Linked DNA regions of Gossypium arboreum: region 2 is linked to region 1. The links are chromatin contacts, called in public Hi-C maps. All regions are on one chromosome and are shown on one strand. Each heading gives the region's core, a stretch centred on a gene start, on an enhancer-like site or on the middle of the called end of the contact. The rest is flanking DNA. Distances are from core to core; before and after follow the strand shown. Region 1 holds the start of LOC108464866 (REF/SRPP-like protein At1g67360). Region 2 holds the start of LOC108476362 (squamosa promoter-binding-like protein 2).

Region 1 (5,487 bases), core at 762-3,261:
GTTCAATTTTGTGATAATGTCCTTGATGTTTTTCTTGATGCTGCAAGAAGAGTTAAATCTTATTACGATTATATTAATATTAATTTGGGGTATAATTATAAACTTTACTTTCATGGAAAACAAGTACATGATAGTACCCTTGGTAGGTATTGATGCTGAAATTTATATGATATTAACTTTAGCCATTTGAGGAAGTGAAGAGCAAATTACAAGAGTGGTTATGAAATAGGATCCTGGTTGAAAATTGTTAGCTTCTACCATAAATGGTTGCCTGGTTTACATGTAGGTGTCGTTAGCCAATTGGTAGACAAAGAAATTATGGAGCTTTCTTGATGGACAACCTTCCTCTTGTGAAATCTTTTAGTGGAAAAGTTGGCTTTGAATCTCAACGTGTCGGTTTCTTGCAAAATCAGAGTGTTCCCATATTCACATGATACAATCAAATATGCTAGTGGATGTATTGTTGGTTGCTCTCTTTTAGCTATCCATGGTGGAACAAAGGATGGGAAGAAGTTCCAAGGTGATTGGAATGCCATTAAAGCTGTTAAAAATGCACTTAAAATGCCAGTTTTTGCCTGTCTCTTTGTACTAATCCCGCTGTTAGTTATATGTTTCCATGAGTTATATGTGTTGTGTAAGTGGTTGTAGTGTTTAGTACAGAGTTTGCAATTTTTCAGTCTTGTTCTATTTTATTTTGTCACTCAACATGAGCTACTCAGATGATATAGCAGAGTGTATCTCAATTTTTTTACTTCTGCATGTAATAAAATGCCTCACATTTTGGAAATGTTTTACCTTCTACTTATTAATAATTTTATGATTGTTTGGAAAATGAAATTTGTGTTTGTGTTTGGTCATTGCTCAATAATTTGGAGCATGTTTTAACTAAAATATATACATATGGTTGTTTATGTAAATTAATTTGTATTTAACCATAAATAATTATTATTTAATTCAAAAATAAATAAAATTATGTTAGAAAGAATTTTTTGAACGAGTATTCTTTGATGTTCAAAGCTTAGATTTTGTAAAAATTTTGTTAAAGCAAAATCACCCGAACATAAAAAAAAATTTATAAGTTCATTTTTGAGAAATTATATTTTAAGTAATTTTTCATGTAATAGCACACCCTGATTATTAATATATCGTGGATTAACCACTAATATAATAATAAAAGAATATATTGATATTAAATCTGTAGTTCACATCCCAATCCAAAACACTAAACAACTCTGATTCTTCTCCTATATATATTAATATGTTCAATTTTATATAAAATATAGAAAACACAACCTAATACAACTTATAAAATTATAATATTTTTGTAAAAAAAATCTAATAATTAAATCTTAACGACTCAACACTTGCTTCCCTCCTATCACAATTATGAGTTCCAAAAGTAAAATGAGACACAAAAGCCGTTGAATTATTTAAAGTTATTGTGTTATTAAATTTTTTTAAAAGTTTAATTAGTGAATTTTAAGTGACACTTCAATGATCAATAAAGTAGATTAATATTTATTAATAAGTATAATAACATATCTTATATTTAAGTTAATTTGATAATTAATATCAAAATTAAAGGACAATATTTTTGAATGTTAGTTTGAAATTTATAACATTCAACATTATTTTTTAAAAAAATTAAACTGTAAAAAAAAGAGTAAGAAAATCTTTTAATTTGTGCAAGTAATACAAACGAAAAAAGTTATACAATAATAATTTTAATCATTCAATAGTTTAAATAAAATTTTTAAATTATTTTAAAATTTTTAAAATTAAATAATTAAAATATAATTTACAAATAATTTAATAATATTCAGCGCAATTAGATAGAATAAAAATTGGTGTGGGAATGGGTGGACCTCACAACAGACCGCCCAAGAATAAGAAAATGGTTCCCTTAGATATTATTGCATCTCCACCAAGTAAGATCCTTCCACGTGTCCTTCTAGAATCCTCTATTTGCACCCAGAAAAGTAAAGAAAGATGAAATTGGAAAACCGCCCGCTCTGGCATTGTGATATCCTTAGATCCGATATAAACCGTTGGATCTCATCTAACATCCCATATGAATTCATCTATAAAATAAATAAAATTGCACTTGTTTTACACCGTAGATTACGATCGTTTATTTTCTCTCAAAAAAGTGAAGCAAAGGATACTTGCATCAAACAGATGGCAACCATGGAGAAGGTATTTTGATCTCTTCTTTCTTCTTCTCCTCCTTTCTCCCTTATTTTAAAATTTAAGCTTAGAGCTTTTTTGTTTGTGATTTGATTTAAAATGTTAGGGGTTAGAGTTTGAGAACAAGAATTTAGGCCTCAAGCACCTAAACTTCGTCAGGGTGGCTACAATCCACGCCTTGGTTTGCGTCTCGAACCTTTACGATTACTCTAAACAGAACTCGGGGCCGTTGAGATCCACCGTTGACGCCGTCGAGCATGCCGTTACCACTGCCGTCGGTCCCGCCTACGGGAAATTTAAGGATGTTCCTGATCATTTTCTTGGATTTCTTGATAACAAGGTATTCGCCCATTAAGAAAAAATCACTGTTTGGAACTTTTGATCAGAAGTTTCTGTTGATTAGTTCTTTCTCGTCTTTAAGTTTAGCAAGTAATTTTAGTATTTTGAAATTCATCGGAAGAGTAAGGATTAAATCTAATATTTTAAAAATGGGGAAAGTTCAGTTTAGCGTGAACCAATTTATTCCTAACTTTATTATCGTATTTGATTAAAATAACCGTAGGTAGATGAGGTTTCACACAAATTTGACGAGCATGCTCCAGCACCAGCCAAGCAAGTGGTTAACCTGGCCCACGATTTGGTCCAAAAGGCAACCCAAAAGGCTCAGAAACTAGTAGAGGAGGCTCGAACCAATGGAGCACGAGGGGCTTTGCACTACGCTGCAGCTGAGTACAAGAACTTGGTGTTGGTAAGCTCGACCAAGTTGTGGGTTAAACTGAACAGCAACTTGACTTTCAACTCAGTGACAGAAAAGGTTGTTCCCAAAGCAGCTAATTTGTGTGAGAAATACAACAGTTGGTTAAAGGAGAAGAGCGGAAAAGGTTATCCTGTGGTTGGGTATTTACCATCGATTCCCGTTGATGCCTTTGGGAAGGCTGTTAAGGAAGCTGAAGGAAAAGAGAAAGCAAATGCGGATGATCATAAATCTGAATCAGATTCAGATTAGGTGTTTGGTTTCTGAGTGTGTTAGTAGAGAGGCAATGTGATGCTTTGCCATTGTAAATTGGCTACATGTCGAATCTAATATGACTTGGTTCGTTTAGATGTCTGACATGTTTGCTCTCTGAATTTGTGGCTGATTTTATGATATGCCCTTTTCAACTTTCAATCTTCCAGCTTGTATTAGATTATGAGTACATACGATTAAAAAGTTATTTATTTTTAATTTAAAATTAAATTAGGCATTTTTTAAATAATAAAGGTTTACCTATTGGTGAAAAAATAAAGGTTAAAATCTGTTTTAGTCCTTGCATTTACATAAAATTTGAGTTTTAGCTTTTGTATTTTTAGAAATTAAAAATTCAATTCAATCATCACTGACATTAGGTAATTTTTAAAAATTTTGTTAAATCATATTTTGATAATTTCTGATGAAAAATTAAAAATGTTAATACATAAATAAAATTATTTTCAAAATAGAAAATATGGTTTTTAGCTATTTTTCTATCAATTCAGTTAGTGAATTTAAGATAATTATTTTATACTTTAGGGTTAATGTAAATTAAATAATATAAATTAAATAAAACAAATAGTTAAAAGACATGAATTTAATTAATTTTAAATAATTTACCAGTTAATTGAATTTTTAAGTTCTATTACTAAAATCTCAACCGTGACAATCAAGTTTGATTTTTGCTTGAGAAATAAGTATATATTAAACTTAATTGTTCAATTTTTTTCTGTCTAATAAAGTTCTAAACTTGGTTTTGTTGGAAGTCAGTTCACTTTGTGCTGCTCCCTAGTCTTCGTGCTATTCCCTTCTGGCCATGGATTTTACCACTTCTTTTAACTAAGTGACACCAAAATATGGATTAACCAATTAAATCAAAATAAAATAAGTTTGATTTTATTTATTTAGAATCCTTTTATTTCCGAATTTCAAACCTAAATCTTTCTTTGATTATTCAATTTTTTTAATCGATTTTGCATTTTTAAAACAAATGAATTGGTATATTTTTAATTAATAAATATTAAATACATATTCATATCTAAATCTAAAATCGTATCAAATCCGTCTGAACCTAAAATTTAAATCCAAATAACAAACCAATCCAAAATTTAATTTGACTATATGGCTACGAAGTTACTAATGGAAGCAAGGCTACGGGCACATCATCTGCTACTGCTACTGCTACATTTCACCTTTTTATGTTTCACTTAATGCTTGTTCCGGTATCAAAAAGAAATATTCATGAAACTTTGTAATTACAATAATAACGATCTTTTTTTTTAAGTTTCTACTATTAGAAATACAATACAAGCTCAATTTTATACCTAGGCAACTACAGGTAGAATCAAACTAATACAAGCACAACAGACAAACCGAATAAAACCCATCTATGACATAGATGCACATGTTGGGACTAAAGACCCAAATGTTACAATTTTGCATATGCTAACACTCATATTTAGATACTCAAAAGCCCAAAACTTCATCTTAACCAACAATGCTTCTCCTTGATAAGGCTCAATCCAGTCATGTGGTGCCGATTCATTTTAAAAGAGTGTCAATTTATTTGGTTTTTGATATATTAAACTCAAACCAATCAAATGCACACTCCTACTTCTCCCAAATAAGGGGTGGCTTAATTAGAAGAAGAAAGGAGAGACAACAGCAACATAAATGTTCAAAACCAGTCTTACCCAATACAAGGCAACAACATGATGGCTAAACAAAGCAAATATTCAGCAACACAGAGTATTTATTTCCCTTACAAGTCTTACCCATTGAGTTACATGGAAAATTTATTTTCATTCATAAACCAGTGTCCCAACTGAAATGTTCAAAAGTACACTACAAAACAAGCAGAATCTTTTAATTCAAACCAACAGTAAAAAAGGTTTCAATGTCCACTTCCCATTTGTAGATCAAGCTCCAAACCATCTGCTAATGGCTTCTGATTCCTACATCAATGGAAACCTTATTAGAAATTACTCCCAAGATTGAAAATATGAAATTGTAAATTCACTCTTCATTCAGTGTCTCCATTGCTTTATAATCACTTGTCACAACTCCACCATTGTCACTGTTGCAGAGGTGACTAAATAAAACACAAAAAAGGATTTCATTTGGCAATTATTAGCTTGCATCACTTCTAACACTTTTGTGGAAGCAACATATTCTAATCCCTGCAGTGTCAATTGTCGATGGGTAAACAGTCTGCCTACAAATCCAGGTTAAAGTCTGATGCAAATTTTTACACCTTCACTTAAATAAGATGCAAATGGTAATCATTAGCA
Region 2 (5,487 bases), core at 2,176-4,675, 950 kb after region 1:
GAACACAGAAAAGCTTGAGGATGCCCCTGATGGTATTATTGTTTTAAAAGAGATAAACATGTCAAGATAAAACTCAGTTAAGGAATCAGTCAAGATATTATTGACATCATTTTTTCAACCAAATGCAGCATATATTAAGATATTGTATTACCATAGAGACCCAAGTACCATTTATTAAAGAACATCTTGATTAAATAAAACAAAAAAAATCCTGATCTGACTTGGTTAATAAAATAACTCAACTCCATAATTTGAGAGGTAAAAGAGAAGGGAAAAAAAAGTGTCTTAGTCTATTCTTGAGATAGTAGCATATAGCAAAAGTTATATGAACAAAAACATATCAAACTTGGGTCTGAAACCATTACCATATGCTGCTGGTGAAGGCCTTGCAGCACTGAAGTGGATTGCATCTGTCTGTGGTTTGCGGCGCCTTGCATTGTGGTCAGAAAGACGCCGGCGGCAGCTTCGCTTCTTTTCATCAAACTCTGACAGAGCATGGAACCTTTGACATCATGAATGAGAATTATGATTTCAACATTCATAATGAGATAGAATCAAATCACTACCATCAACTAAGAAATTCAAGTCTTCAATACTAAGATCATTAAAACAATATTTTACCTGCTACACTGCTGGCAGAACCGGAGCTCCAGACCACCTATAATAACCTTAGGGCTCTTTGAGTGACTTTCACAAACTCTGTGTTTCCGATGGTAATCCTTAGCCGAAGAAAGGTCAAGGTTACAGCCTTCGACTTGGCAACGCAGAATATGTTTTGTCTGACAATTGGGTTTGGATCTCTTTGCAGGGGAAGGGGATGGTGCAGGAGTGGCAGAATAAGATGAAGTCTTTGAATTGCTTCCTGTACAAACATCTTCAAAGTATGTTTGCTTGCCAAGCTTTAAACTGAGCAATGGCTCACCAGAGCCAACTGAAGCCTCAAATATTGGGGAACTACCGGTGTGCTCAACCTTGGAAACCTTTTTCTTGTTGCTAATTTCATGTGGTATAGCTTCAAAAGCCTCCAAAGTAAATGTGGTCGCTTTTACCTCTTCCGCAGATGAAGAATTAATGGATGCCGATTTCGAACTTTTAGACAAAGAAACAAGGCCCAAATCTGATCCAGAACCACCACTACCTCCAGCAGCAGCACCAGAAGAATATAGAGACCCAGAGTCCAGCTCTTCCTCGCCCTCAATATCCCACTCTACCGATCTTAGCTTCCTTGGAATTTCAGTTGGTGTCGCATTTAACATCATAAGGTTCTCCCACTCCCATTGCAACGGGGTTTTGGCACTCCAGTCCATGAGAGAGATAGAACTCACAGAACAGTTCAAACAATCTTCTTCATATAAAAGCCAAGCCACTTGTCAACAGATCCTAAAATATAACCTCAAGGTTTGCTCAATTCATAAAGGAAATAAATGAAAACAATTTCAATCATCCTAAATTCAGTAACCTTATATATGAAGCAGACCATTCAAAGAATCCATATAGGCACGTAGCACGCAAAACAACTGATAAACAAAAATTAATCCCTGCATATCAAGTTCAAAACTTACCTCTAAATCTAACAGCATCAAAGTCCAACCCTCTCTGTTTCTCAGATCTAGAGTGGTACAAGTTAGAAAATTTTCTATCCACTTCAACGAAACAATATTTAGTCCACCCCTTCCCCAAGTTTAAACTAAAAAAGGTTTGTTGATGCCACTTCAAATCCACTTAGCAAAACAATCGCAACCAGAGTAGTAGAGAGGTTCGACTAAACAAAGCAATCACTTCTCAAGCCGAGCATTTTTTTATGCAGATATCAATATCCAACAGAAAAGAGAGCTTAAACAAAGACAAAAAGTATGTTATATTGGACCTTGCAGATTCGAACTAGAATAATAGTAGAGCTTTTTTTCTCATCCATTCATTATTGCTAACGCAAACAAACTGACACCATAATTCCAAACTGTCTCTCTATACGAGTCTTGTACGAATGTAAGCTGATCTTCAACCCCAAGTAAAAACATAGTAGTGTTCCATAAACCTTCAACATCAGCAGTAAATTCCACCACCAAAACTCTAGAAGAATTTACCTTATCTATCAACCCATCCAACAAAAACTACCCGGTCTAGCCTCTTTAACAAAGCAGCTCCCTCCCTCTCTCTCTGCACGCCCCACTATCTTCAATAATTCTAAGAAGCAGTAATAACGTCCAAGTAGAGGAACCCAAAAATTAAATAAATAAAAGGATTCACTTTTTAATCAAGTAACCTAGTCTAAAAACACTAACACTTTCAATAATTCCCATTCGATTATCTGGGAAATCTTGCAAAGTAGGTCCCTGACTCAGACCCACAACTACTGTACAAAACAAAATTCAATGAAACCCTAATCTACCATAAATTCTTGTACCGAAAAATATCTACCATAAATTCAACAATTTACTGATGTATAAAAAGCCATCCCAACAACCATTTTTACTCAAACCCCCACGAAAACCATTAAAATCAATTAACAAATACTATATATGTCAACCAAAAAAATACACAAAAAAGAAATTCTACTCATAATTTTTTTCTCCATACAATATATATGAAGTTTTGCATTGAAACAGAAACAGAACAAACATATAAACTAAAATATTCATTTTTACTAAAAAAAAAAATAGAAAGTATTTGGTCCCCTTCTTAGATATCATTCGTCATATCGTTTTTCCTTTTAATGTTTTAATAAATTCTACTCAGCTTTCAGCCAGAAATACAAGGTAAAAATTAATAAAAAGGAACCCTTTCAACAAACACAAACGCAGTCGTTTCCATTGATTTTCCCCAGAAAACAAGAAAAGAAATCATAACGATAAAAAAAAAACGCACTTTACCTTCTTTTTTTTTTCCTTTCTAAAGTTAAAACAAGTTCACATAATAAAGGTAGAAGATAGGAAGAAAATGACGTTTCAATTGAGCCGCAAAAACAAGAGATGTTTCCCCATTTTTAGAAACTCTAGTACCTCATTATTGCTTTCTTTATTAATCCAAAATGAAATCTCTGTTTTATCTTTCCTATTTATTAACGGCGTTTAGTAAAAACAAAGTGAAAACATATATAAAAAAAAAAAAAAAAAAGAAGAAAGAAAGAAAGAAAAGGCAAGGCAAATGCTTTCTGGTGAGATTGTGATACTTACCGATGCGTACTTCAATGTTGGGCAGAAAGAATAGAAAAAGAAAGAGCAGAAGGATTAAAGATCTTGAAAAAGAAAGGAGATAAGGCACAGCAAGGCACAGCAAAGCACAGCCCACAGCCGAGTCTGAGTCTGAGACCGAGTCAGGGTCTCTTTCACAGACTGAAAATGGAAGGACAAACAACGAAAGAGGTGCTGAGTGGGGCAAAAAATAATTAAAGCCTAGCTTTTTTGGAAGAAATTATTTCCTTTTATTATTATTTATTTATTTGTTGTATTATTACTGCTGCAGTAACTTTTTTTTTAATGCAGAAATTAAATTAGGTAGAATTTATTTAAAATAATGACACGTGCCAGTACAAAAGCTGATTGCATTGCAACTTTTGCAGGTTATGGAGTATGGACTATAGAGTAGTAGTTTTTTGGACGGTAATGAAAGGGTGGCCTTTTTCTTGTCAGTTACAAGTAGCCAGCCCAACTAATATTAGGTCTATTTTTTATATTATCCGATGTTGTATTTTTAATCTCTTAACTGTTAATTAAAATTTTACCTATAAAAAAGCTACGTATTAATAAATAAATTTAATGTTGATCTTATAATAAAAATACAAAAATTAGAAAACAAGAATTTAAGCATAGTACAAAATTAACACCCATTTAAATTAAAATTTAAAAAATATAAAAATTAAAATACATAAAAAATTTGATTAATAATAAAACAATGCAGATTATTGGAAAGGTGGGATCAGAATTCAAAATATTAAAAAGAATAAATCATCCCTACAATCCCTGAGTTAAGAATTTGTGCTGCAAAATCTACTTAACATTAATTATTTCAAGTTAATGAAACCTTTTTCTATTTTTGTTTTAAAATATATCAACTAACTCGAAAGGTACCTTATTAGATTGAGGTATTTGATTATTCTATATTCTGTCATATTATAATTAAGGAAGTCCAATTTTAAGAGATTATGATAATCATACTAGCATCAAAACATTAAAATAATTCACCTATCAAAGGGACCACAAATTGTGTTTAGATGGTGGATCTTTCTCACTTTAAACTCAGTATTAAAATATAATATCATGGTGATTTTCTATTACAATTATGTCATTTATATATGTTATTAACTCTGGTACTTTATCATATTTTATAAATTTTAAATTACTATATGAGCAAATTTGTCAACCTAGAGCTTACACCGTACGTACAATCAAATATGGGTGTCAACCTATCCCTCAAACCCCCCTTTTGTCATTCTAATCTTTTAGGATCCTTTTAACAATTATTCGAAACAAATTTTGACATTTTTATTTTTATTTTTATTTCTAAACCCTAATATACAATTATTGATATTGACACTTTGTCCCCTCTTAACTACCAAATCAAGTTGCAGAAACAGAGATAGTAACATATTGCTATTATTAATATTAGGGTAATCTATAAAAATAATCACTTTTATTTGTCTCAGGTTACATTTTAGTCACTTATGTTTGAAATGTTACGTTTTAGTCACTTATATTACTATTTTGTTACGAAGTGATCACTCTACCGTTAAGTTCCGTTATCTCTCTAACGGTAATCCTACGTGGCAGTCCAACTAGATTTTAGATGCCAACTTAGATTTCTAAGGATGAAAATAGATTTTTAATTAAAAATTTTAATTAATTAAAATTTTTAAACCTAAACCTTAACTAAAAAATCTGTTCATCTCATCTTTTTAATTTTTCTTCTATCTCTTCTTTTTTCAGTGGTTTTTTTTTCATTTGATTGGAAAAACTATTATTAAGATCAAAATAGTTGAAATCAAATTGACTACTTCATAAAGATGGATTCAATGGAGGGTTCAGGTATGTCTTCTTTGCACTCCTCTATCTCTTTTATTCAATACTGAAAAACAAAAGATTGGATTTTTTATTGTTTAATGAAAACCCTAAATTAAAATTCTTGATATGAATATTAACAACTAAAAGAATTTCAAATCGTAAAAAGGATACCCACAAAGGATTGTGAACAAACAAGCGATTCGGATAAAAAAATAGGATTGAGAAACTAATTATTCAAGAACGTAAAGAATTGAAAAATACAATGATTAGGAACAAAAATGATTACCATCTTCTTATTTGTCAACAACCACTTCATTTTGAGTTTTAGAACATAAATTTATCGGTGAAGAGGACATACTTGGACCCTCCATTGAATCCTCTTTTGTTTTAAATGACGTGAATAAAATTTTTGACAATAATAACTTTTTAGTCAATTGAAAAGAAAACTAAAAAAAAGAGGGAGATGAATGGTTTTTTAACTAAGATTTAG

Evidence for each region. Hi-C and Micro-C count contacts between places; a contact is called where the count stands out from the background.
Region 2: a Hi-C map of leaf shows a contact between it and region 1, with 4 times the contacts expected there. The contact joins the promoter of LOC108476362 here to the promoter of LOC108464866 in region 1. A contact is called at or near these places in 2 of 5 Hi-C or Micro-C datasets (both in leaf).

The regions. Positions count from the first base shown.
Region 1 is chr3:22,194,008-22,199,494 of ASM2569848v2, forward strand. It overlaps LOC108464866 (REF/SRPP-like protein At1g67360), which reads left to right and starts at 2,012. Exons shown (of 3, transcript XM_017765142.2): 1 at 2,012-2,196; 2 at 2,294-2,527; 3 at 2,750-3,424. The coding sequence starts at 2,179. The coding sequence ends at 3,193. It overlaps LOC108464867, which reads right to left. Exons shown (of 3, transcript XM_017765144.2): 3 at 4,930-5,144.
Region 2 is chr3:23,141,952-23,147,438 of ASM2569848v2, forward strand. LOC108476362 (squamosa promoter-binding-like protein 2) reads right to left here and starts at 3,426. Exons shown (of 5, transcript XM_053025595.1): 1 at 2,871-3,426; 2 at 622-1,380; 3 at 366-502. The coding sequence starts at 1,307.